Regions from separate parts of the Ovis aries genome. Here region 2 is linked to region 1. Evidence: chromatin contacts called from public Hi-C data. All regions are on one chromosome and are shown on one strand. Each heading gives the region's core, a stretch centred on a gene start, on an enhancer-like site or on the middle of the called end of the contact. The rest is flanking DNA. Distances are from core to core; before and after follow the strand shown.

Evidence for each region. A called contact is a pair of places that touch in the nucleus more often than the background predicts.
Region 2: a contact with region 1 is called in a Hi-C map of tail adipose tissue, with 2.8 times the contacts expected there. The contact joins the enhancer-like site here to the promoter of PAMR1 in region 1. A contact is called at or near these places in 4 of 16 Hi-C or Micro-C datasets (hypothalamus, muscle and tail adipose tissue).

The regions. Positions count from the first base shown.
Region 1 is chr15:64,946,101-64,951,286 of ARS-UI_Ramb_v3.0, reverse strand. PAMR1 (peptidase domain containing associated with muscle regeneration 1) reads left to right here and starts at 2,682. Exons shown (of 13, transcript XM_012096235.5): 1 at 2,682-2,861. FJX1 (four-jointed box kinase 1) reads right to left here and starts at 3,320. Exons shown (of 1, transcript XM_060400056.1): 1 at 1-3,320. The coding sequence starts at 3,115. The coding sequence ends at 1,802.
Region 2 is chr15:65,380,636-65,385,821 of ARS-UI_Ramb_v3.0, reverse strand. All of the region lies in intron 4 of LDLRAD3 (low density lipoprotein receptor class A domain containing 3), which reads right to left. Among named protein-coding and RNA genes, the nearest start is that of LDLRAD3, 130 kb to the right of the region's middle. Within about 2 kb of position 2,586, at least 10 of the 54 cell types and tissues checked have an H3K27ac peak or open chromatin away from gene starts, as enhancers often do. A contact at or near this core is called in tail adipose tissue, where this site is marked.

The sequences.
Region 1 (5,186 bases), core at 1,433-3,932:
ATGCCAAGATAAAACACCAATGGGCCATTACAAAAATACATTCATAAACTGCCTCCCTCTCCTCTCTCCTATGGGTCAAAACGAAGCTTAAGAAAATACAAAGATGTTTTCTAAGTTTGAAATCTCCAAGAAGTTAAGGGTCCATACGCCATATACAAAGTACTACACACTTTCCTGGTCTGACAATGGCTGCTCTGAGGGGACCATGCAGTTAGTACCTGGAGGGGGCAGGACGGGGAGGAGGGCTGGTGGGGGGGTATTAACCAGTACAATCTCTTCAGAGAGCTGGATGAATCCAGATATTGGAGAGTATGATCTCCTGGATGCAATGGAATTTATGTTGGGAGATTAAAGAGAAGAATTGATTTATGACTTTCTCTACCTGTTTGCAACATGTGCTCAACTTATTATCGGTATACATTGAGATGCACGGTAATTACAGTGTTGAAAAATCAGGTGCAACACACGACCACAGTAGTTAAGCTTAAGGGGGGCGGGCATTTGTCGTATTTCAGTCTGCACATCTGGTTCTATCATATTTGCCAAATGATTAATATAGGACTTTATTACAGTGAAATCCTTTTATATCAAAGTTTTATTTGCCAGGAAATAGAATATTTTCCTTCCATGTCCTTCTCCACCATCCCCCACGTTCTCTGCTGAACTCTGAAATATCCAGCGCTAGGATTCATTTGAGTGAGCAGGACAGGGAATCTGCTCTTGCCTTTGTTCAGCTCTTAAGTTCTGTGGTCACAACTGGGATATACATGCGTCCTTTGTTGTAAAAGCACATCCACAAGGGAGAAACCCTTAAGCTTATTCACAAACCAGGTAGGATGTCAGATGCCTCCAATAGTTAAAACCACAGGAATTAAATTATAAATTTTAAACTCCCTTTTATTGAAATATAAGTTTGTTTAGTATATTTACACCACACTTTATGCACATATATACATAGAAGGCAAATTCTGTCAAATAAAAAAAAAGTTTTTCTTAATAAAAAATAAAAATAAAAACAAAGTAAAGTGCATAAAACGGATTATTTTTTCTCCTTCTGGTGAACATCCTCATTGTCAAAATTTTGGCCGGTTGGGAAGGGGGAGGGATTAGAAATTCATTCTTTGACTCCGTGCACACAGGCAGCCCTGCATTTGTAGCCTTCAGGCCAAGGCGACAAGCTGTTAAGGAACAAGTCAGACAAACTGCCAGGGTCTGCAGGGCTCCCCCCATTCTGTAGGTCCTGCTCCCTTTGTCCTATCGGAGCGGTTCCCCAGCTCTTAACAGTGACCTCACCATCACGGAGCCGGAACAAAGAGAGAACACGGGAACGGGGCTCCACCAGCCAGTGTCAGAGCCCTGCTCCCGGGCCACCAGCGCGGCGATCGGTAGGAAATTGCAGAATTAGCTCAATGGCTCCAATAGAAGTTTTCCTTTTTCGGGAAAGGAAGGGGCGGGTGGAGGGGTTGCCAAGGAAGGGGCTGTATCTCCTACCGAGACTGCCACTCGGGGGCCAAACTCCGGCAGCAGCCAGTTTCTTTGGATGCAAACTCCGTGCTGGCACAGCGAGGAATCCTTTTATAGGCTGGGTGAGCTCATCCTCCCAGAACTTTGAAAGGAAACTGCTTGGGACTGCGAGAAAGGGGCAGGTGGGTGAAGCGGAAGTTTTTGGTCGCCTTCGCGCTCGGGTCTCCGGCTGGGCGTTGGCCGGCTGGTCCGCAGGAGGCGGCAGAGGCGACGGCCCTTCCCCCCATCATCCATCCCCCAGCCAGGGGTCTCACACTCTCTCTTCCTCCGGGTAATGCTAAGTCCCGGGTCGGCGGCCGTACTTAGCCTTACAGTGCAAAATGTGCTTGGCAAGGAAGTCGAGGCGGCGCTGCAGCAGCTGAGCGTGGGGGTCGGCGAGCGCGGCCAGCTCCGGGAAGCGAGGCTCGTGGTGCTGGTAGAGGCGCAGCAGCCGGGCGGCCGCGTCCTGGCCTCGGTGTAGCTCCAGGACGCGCCGCGCCGTCCGCTCTCGGAACACGCACACAGACTGCAGCAGCGGCTCGTTATATTTGTCCCACATGCCTGCCACCCGGTAACCGTGCACCAAGCCCGCCTCGTTGTCCAGAAAGACCAGCGCCCCGCCGGGGCCGCGGTGCAGGTTGCTGGTGGCTCGGTGCATGACCCGCGGGTCCCACTGCAGGCTGAAGAGGTTGCTGACTAGCCGGTCGAAGTTGGCCGTCAGGTAATCGAAGAGGATCAAGTCGGTCCATTGCACCAGGTCCACCAGCTCCGCCCGGCTCCGGTTGGCCAGCTCACCGCCGCCGGCGCGCAGGGGCCGCAGACGGCCGTCCTCGGAGCGCCAGGGCGCGGGCACCACTACGTCGGTGAGGTTAGGCAGCCAGCGAGTCAGGCTTACCACGCTGCCCTCGGTCCAGTGCGCGGCACGAAGCTCCTCCTGCACCTGAGCCCACTGCGCGCCCCGAGCCTCCACCCGAGCCAGTGCCAGCGGCGGCACGTGGCGCTGGAGGCCCAGCAAGCGCGCCAGGTAGTAGGACAGGGCCTCGCCCTGGATCTGCTCCGGGTTGATGCCGTAGCGCACGCAGGCGCGGGTGCCGTCGGCGAAGCGGGCCAGCCGGTTGGAACTGCGCCCGCAGCCCCCGCGCTCCAGGGCCACCACCCGGGCGCGGCGCGCCGCCTCCAGCCACGCCGCCGCCTGGGCCTCCGAGAAGCCCCGGGGCACCTGCTCCTCCAGGCCGCGGCTCCAGAAGACGCCCCCGTGCACCGCGGCGCGTTCCTCCGGCCGGGGCCGCCCGGTTGGCACGTGCCGCCTGCGCTCACCCGGGGGCTGCCCGGGCGGGCCGTCCGCGCCTGCCGCCAAGGTGAGCAGCGCCCGGAAAGTTTTCAGGGAGCCGCCGCGGGCGTCCCGCGCCAGGGGTGGGGGCAGAGGAAAGCGAGGCGCGGGCTCCCGGCCGCCGCTCCGGGCCAGGTGCCGCGGGAGTCCGTCTTCGGGCGTCCGGGAGGTGGGTAGCTCGGTCCTCGGCGGCAGGAGTCCGCCCCACAGCGCCAACAGCGAGCCCAGCGCCAGCAGCCAGAGCCCGGCGGTGGCGGCGGCGCCCCGCATCCTCCTGCCCATGCTCCGCGGCCACGCCGGTGCCGCCGCCGCTTCAAGCCGAGCCCCGGCGCCCGGGTCCCGGTGGCGAGGCGGGCCCGGCAGCTCGTCGGCTCCGGGGCTCCGGGCGCCTCAGCTCCATCGCGGCTGCGGGGACCTGCCTAGCGCTCCGCCCGGCACTGAGAACTCGCCTGGCTGCCGCTTCCCAGCTGCTTTTGTATTTCGCTGTGAGACCCTCCGGCGGGCGCGATTCACAGGCGCCCGGACCACGTGGGAGCGAGGGCGGGGGGAATCCCCCTCCCCCTCCTCCGCCGCCGCTCCCCGCCCCCCACTCCTCCGCCCCCTTCCCCTCCTCTTCCCCTTAAAGCGGCGATGGCTCCTTCCAAGCGGGAGCAGCGGCCCCACACTCAGTCCGGGACTTAGGGGCCGCGAGCTGGAAACCCGGCTGCAGGCGCCCGCGCGGGGGCGTGGGAGCAGGCGGCACGGAGTTGGAGTCGCGCGGGGTGGTAACGACGCGCCGCTGGCTCTCATGGGGGTTGCAGTGGGCGCGGAGTCTCTCCTGCAAGTTCAGAGTAACCCCCAATCGAGCTCCGGGCGCCGCCCGGAGTGAATGGAGGCGGGTCTTCTTGCCTTGTCCGTTTCCAACGGTGTGATTCACTCTGCCTTATATAAATCCCCGGGGAGCTCTCCGAGCCACAGAGGATGTGACTCCAGCCGGGTTAGAAGAACCATCTGTAGCAAACAACTTTGAACCGACACCGCCTTTCCCGAGCGCGCTCACTGCCCTGGTCCTGTGTGCTCTGAGATTGGTCGCTCGCCCTTTCCCGAGGGACTCTCTGGGAATTCGACCTCACTGTGCAAGAACACCTAGGCAGGTTTCATTCAACAAAGCCTCTGTCCTCGCTTCTGGACACGGAGCAGTAAAATCCACAGATGCGGTCCCCTGCTCACGGAGCTCACTCACAGTCTAGGGAGATGTTTAGGTTGCCACGACAGCCTTACAACTCAAGATCCGACCTAGTCCAGGGGACGGGGCCTCAGAGACGGGTCTCTAGAGAATGACACGATTCGGCTCCCGGGGGACGCAGAAGGGATCGAGCTTGCTCAAGACCACACAGGCAGTAAGTGAAGAAACTAAAATTCAAACGGGGGTCTCCAAGTAGCATGCCGCTTGATTTTCCCTCTATCAGGAAAGTTCACTATTTTTAGTCAAGTGGCCAGCATTCTTATTTTTTGAAGGCTCACTGTCATTTAGTCACTTTATGCCCCACATGTGATTTTCAATTCAACAAATGAAAAAACAACATACTGCATTTGACTTACTGGTTTAATGGTTTTAAGGGAAGAAGTGTTTAGGGAAGAGGGTGGAGGAGCAGAAAATGATGATAATAAAATGAAAAACAAAAACCAGCAAACCACATTGTCTTCCAGACACTTTTGGGTTCAGTCCACCAGGAAAGTTATTGGATAAGAACTGGCTCTCCCTCTTAGCTCTGTGCATGAGACTCTGTCCCAGATCCAAACCAAGATTCTCAGGTAAGACACGAGATGAGGGGTGGGGCTGGATCCCACCTCTGAAAGCAAGGGTTTGAAATCTGTTTCCTTTCACCTGTTTCTCTTGCCTTTATCCCCTCATCAGATGCACATGGGGGTTTTCAACTGCATCAGTGCGTCACCTGGTACTGATTATACTTATTTGCCAAAAAATGAATGTTCTAGAGTTATAGGGCAAGCACCCTAAGGTTTGTGACTAAATAGAGGCATCTGAAGACCACATCTAGAGACTTCCAGAGCTGCCTCAGTATACCTTCAAGTGTTTTCATATTGACTGAAATGCGGGGTTTTGGTTGAATCTCTTATGCACCCCATGGTAGCTATATCATGCCTTTATATAGATCTTATCTGATGATGAGATTACTATTGCTGTGCTATCTTACTTCATTCGAAGTTACCATCTTCCTGTTCTGTGCAAGCTCCTTACCCTCATCTTTCCCTAGAAGGCAGAGGACTACATCTTAACAACTTTCTATTTGTCTTACCAGGTAGCATAGTATATTGCACTAAAAAGGTGCTCAGTAGCGTTTAATTTTTTGTC
Region 2 (5,186 bases), core at 1,337-3,836, 430 kb before region 1:
ATGATCCATCAATCCCACTCCTGGGCACATGTCCAGACAAAACTATGATTCAAAAATACACATGCACCCTATGTTCATAGCAGCACTATTTGCAACAGCCAGGACATGGAGACCATCTAAGTGTCCACCAGCAGAGGAAAGGGTGGAGGAGGTGTGGTGCACACACACAGTGGAGTATCACTCAGCCATAAAAGGATGGGACAATGCCATCTGCAGCAGCACAGGCGGACCCAGAAATTATCCCACCAAGTGAAGCGAACCAGAAAGATACCACAAGGCATCTCTTGCATGTGGAATTTCAAATAGGCCGCAAACGAACCTACCTATGAAACAGAAACAGACTCACAGGCAGAGAGAACAGACTTGTGTTTGCTAAGGGGGAGGGTTGGGGGAAGGATGGAGTGGGAGGTTGGGATAAGCAGATGTAAGCTATTATGCAGCATATGGATAAACAACAACGTCCTATTTGCATAGCACAGGGAACTATCCTCAGTATCCTATGATAATCATGATAGAAACAAATATTGTAAAAATGAATGTATTGATATATATGTATAACTGAATCACTTCGCTATACAGCAGGTATTAACATAACATTGTGAATAAACTACATTTCAATTAAAAAAGACAAATTAAAAAATACCGAAATTTTAAAAGTACCCTGTTGTAGGGGCTTTAAAGCAGACTGGGGGTGACAGAAAAGAAGGAAAGCTGACGAACTTTAGCCGAAGAGCAGAGTAGTAGAATCTATGCAATCTGGACAATGAAAAGAAAAAAGATGGATTAAAAAATGAACAGAGCTTCAGGGACCTAAAATTGTTAGCAGAACCTCATTTAAAAAAAAAAAAAGAAAGAGGGCTATAAACCAAGTACAATTCAGTTAAAGAGAGAGAAAGTATAGCTTAAAATGTACTAAGTACGGCAACAGACAAAATCCTACAGATTCAGAGAGAACCCTCCCAGGATAAACTCAAAGAAATCCACATACCCAGATACATTATCATCTAACTGCTGAAAACTAAAGACCAAAAAGATCTTCAAAGCAGCCAGAGGAAAACAGTCTGTTCTCTAGAGGAAAACAATTTAAAATAACTACAACTTTCTCACGGGAAATGAGAGAAGCCAGAGGAAGTGGCACAACATCTTAAAAGGGCTGTGGAGGAAGGAACTGTCACCCCAGAATTCTCTATGCAGTAAAAAATATCCTTCAGGAAAGCAGGTAAAATAAAGACATTCGCAGATGAAGGAACACTAAGAGCATTTGTTGCCAGCAGTACTGCTTTAAAAGAATTGCTAAAGGAAGTTCTGCAGACAGAAGGAAAATGATATGAGAAAAACACTTGGAACAACATGAATCAAGGAAGAGCAGTCAAAATGGTAAATATCTGGGTAAATATCTATAATAGATGAGTCTTCTCCTCTGGAGTTCTTTAAAATATATCAGAAAAGTTCAAGCAAGAATCAGAACATTGTCTTTTGGGTTTTTTTAAGTACACAGATGTACTATCTATACAACTATAATATAAAGATATCCATAGTGTGATCAGGTTTCTACGCTCCTTATCACTCTATGGGGCAATATTGATTCAAAGCCGCCTGTGAGAAGATTGACTGCTGGTTTCAGAACTTTTCTGCTGGATCCAATCCATTATAAAACTCCCTATCAATTTTTCATCTAATGGTTTTAGTAGCCACTGAAGATCTCCATTTCTTCATTAAGGGTAATAAAATAGACATACTCTCTCATTCTTCTATTAGCTGATATTCTTCAATTAAAAACAGAACTTTCCTAAGTCAGCTATTTAATTACTCAGAAACACAATTCATGTACCAAAAGGGAGGATAAAGGCTTGATTCTTTCATTTACCAGTTTCCAAGTAGTGAACTAGAACAGCTCTTCTCAAATGGCAGATAATGGATATAATTTACTCATTTAGACTACTGAAGACCAATATCCAAACATTTAAATGATACAGGGGTCTTTAATTATGGCAGAGAATACACAGGATGGTGCAATCATTTACAATGTACATACTATAAGGCATCACATCTGCTTTAATTGCCAATGGATTACTCTCTAGAATGTATGTATACGTGACAAGATATAAAAAGAATCCGCCCTCCTCCTTAGATGATAAGATTTCTGTGGACGCTAGGAACTTGAGACCAGGCAGATACTCACAAAAGGACTAAGTAAAACATGGGCACACCTTGTTTTATTGAGCTTCACTTTATTACACTTTGAAGATATTGCTTTTTTTTTTTTTAAACAAACTGAAGATGTGTGGTAACCCTGCGCTGAGCAAGTCTGTGACCACCATCTTTGCAACAGCATTTGCTCTCTCTGTGTTTCCGTGTCACATTTTGGTAACTTAAGCTTTTTCTTCATTATATTTGTTATTGGTGATCGGTGATCGGTGATCTTTGCTGTTACTATTAACACTTTTTTGTTCTGTGTTTTTAAAGTAAGGTAGGTATATTGCTTTTTCTTCCCAGACAGAATGCAAATGTGCACTTAAGAGGCTACGGCATAGTGTAGTCATAACTTTTATATGCACTGGGAAACCAAAAAACTCATGTGACTCACTTTATTGCAACATTTGCTTTATTGCTGTGGTCTGGAACCAAGCCCACTGTATCTCAGAGGTATGTGTGTATAAAAGAACCATGTCTTTAGCCGTTCAAAACCAAAGGCAAAATCCTAATAGACATGGTCTTCCCCATAATCACTCAGTTTTGCTTTAAGCCACTCTGCATTTTTAAAGTCAATTACTCTGGCTAGCCACCACACGCAGCACTTTTCAGATATCATCTCATCTAATCCTCACAACTGGAGAAGGCAATGGCACCCCACTCCCATGCTCTTGCCTGGAAAATCCCATGGGCGGAGGAGTCTGGTAGGCTGCAGTCCATGGGGTCGCGAAGAGTCGGACACGACTGAGCGACTTCACTTTGACTTTTCACTTTCATGCATTGGAGAAGGAAATGGTAACCCACTCCAGTATTCTTGCCTAGAGAATCCCAGAGATGGGGGAGCCTGGTGGGCTGCTGTCTATGGGGTCGCACAGAGTCGGACACGACTGATGCGACTGAGCAGCAGCAGCAGCAATCCTCACAACAAACGTGGAAAAAGTCTGTCAGTATCCCCATTTTAGAGGAAAGCCACTGTGCAAGCAGATTATGTAAGATGCCTAACTTGTGCTTCCCCAGGGCAGAACACAAATCTGAGGCCAGACCCCAGCTCCAAAGTCATTTTGCTCAGCCAGGCCCCTGACCCTGTTAATGACATGCACCCTCCTGGCTAAAGTGGCTTTCAGCCACTTCCCTACCATTGGACAATCTAGCAGCTCTGCCATAGCTCTGCCACTTGTGACTCAGAAGATGAAATAAGGCAGCAGAAGGCACACAGGAGAGTTTATAAACTCTGTGTCCCTCTTGGGAGGGTACAGCAATGATTGTTCCATGGAAAGATATAAAGAACACAGGAGACAGTCACTCTTCTCTTTGAAGACTTAAAATAGAAGCAACAGGGTAAGAGAAAATCAGTTTATCAAACCAATCACTAAAGTCATTAAAACTTTTGTTTTAAAAAAATTAATAACATGAGAAAATGGTCACAATAAAGAGGACATCTCAATTAAGCATATTAGAGAAGATAGATAGAAACATAGATGGAGTGGGGGATGACTATCACAAAATAGCCCACATATTAACAGGGCTTTTTCCTAGGCAGTTTTGCTTTCCTCTTTATCAGTTCAGTTCAGTCACTCAGTTGTGTCCGACTCTTTGTGACACCATGAGTTGCAGCACGCCAGGCCTCCCTGTCCATCACCAACTCCTGGACTTCACTCAAACTCATGTCCATCGAGTCAGTGATGCCATCCAGCCATCTCATCCTCTGTCATCCCCTTCTCCTCCTGCCCTCAATCCCTCCCAGCATCAGGGTCTTTTCCAATGAGCCAACTCTTCGCATGAAGTGGCCAAAGTATTGGAGATTCAGCTTCAGCATCAGTCCTTCCAATGAACACCCAGGACTGATCTCCTTTAGGATGGACTGGTTGGATCTCCTTGCAGTCCATGGGACTCTCAGGAGTCTTCTCAAGCATCACAGTTCAAAAGCATCAATTCTTCGGTGCTCAGCTTTCTTCACAGTCCAACTCTCACATCCATACATGACCACTGGAAAAACCATAGCCTTGACTAGATGGACCTTTGTTGGCAAAATAATGTCTCTGCTTTTCAATATGGTATCTAAGTTGGCCATAACTTTTCTTCCAAGGAGTAAGTGTCTTTTAATTTCATGGCTACAATCACCATCAGCAGTGATTTTGGAGCCCCAAAATATAAAGTCTGACACTGTTTCCCCATCTATCTGCCATGAAGCGATGGGACCAGATGCCATGATCTTAGTTTTCTGATTGTTGAGCTTTAAGCCAACTTTTTCACTCTCTTCTTTCATTTTCATCAAGAGGCTTTTTAGTTCTTCTTCACTGTCTGCCATAAGGGTGGTGTCATCTGCATATCTGAGGTTATTGATATTTCTCCCAGCAATCTTGATTCCAGCTTGTGCTTCTTCCAGCCCAGTGTTTCTCATGATGTACTCTGCATATAAGTTAAATAAGCAGGGTGACAATATACAGCCTTGACGTACTCCTTTCCCATTTTGGAACCAGTCTGTTGTTCCATGTCCAGTTCTAACTGTTGCTTCCTGACCTGCATACAGGTTTCTCAAGAGGCAGGTCAAGTGGTCTGGTCATCCCCCACTCCATTTATGTTTCTATCTATCTGTCTTCTCTAATATGCTTAATTGAGATGTCCTCTTTATTGTGACCATTTTCTCATGTAATTAAATTTTTTTAAAACAAAAGTTAAAAAAATTTTCCACAGTTTATTGTGGTCCACACAGTCAAAGGCTTTGGCATAGTCAATAAAGCAGAAATAGATGTTTTTCTGGTACTCTCTTGCTTTTTCCATGACCCAGTAGATGTTGGCATCTCAATCAAGCATATTAGAGAAGATAGATAGATAGAAACATAGATGGAGTGGGGGATGACTATCACAAAATAGCCTACATATTAATGGGGCTTTTTCCTAGGCAGTTTTGCTTTCTTCTTTATACGTTTCTATATTTTGCAACATTTTTTTGCTGACAAAATGAGACTGTATTGGGAAGGAGTACCTGGGCG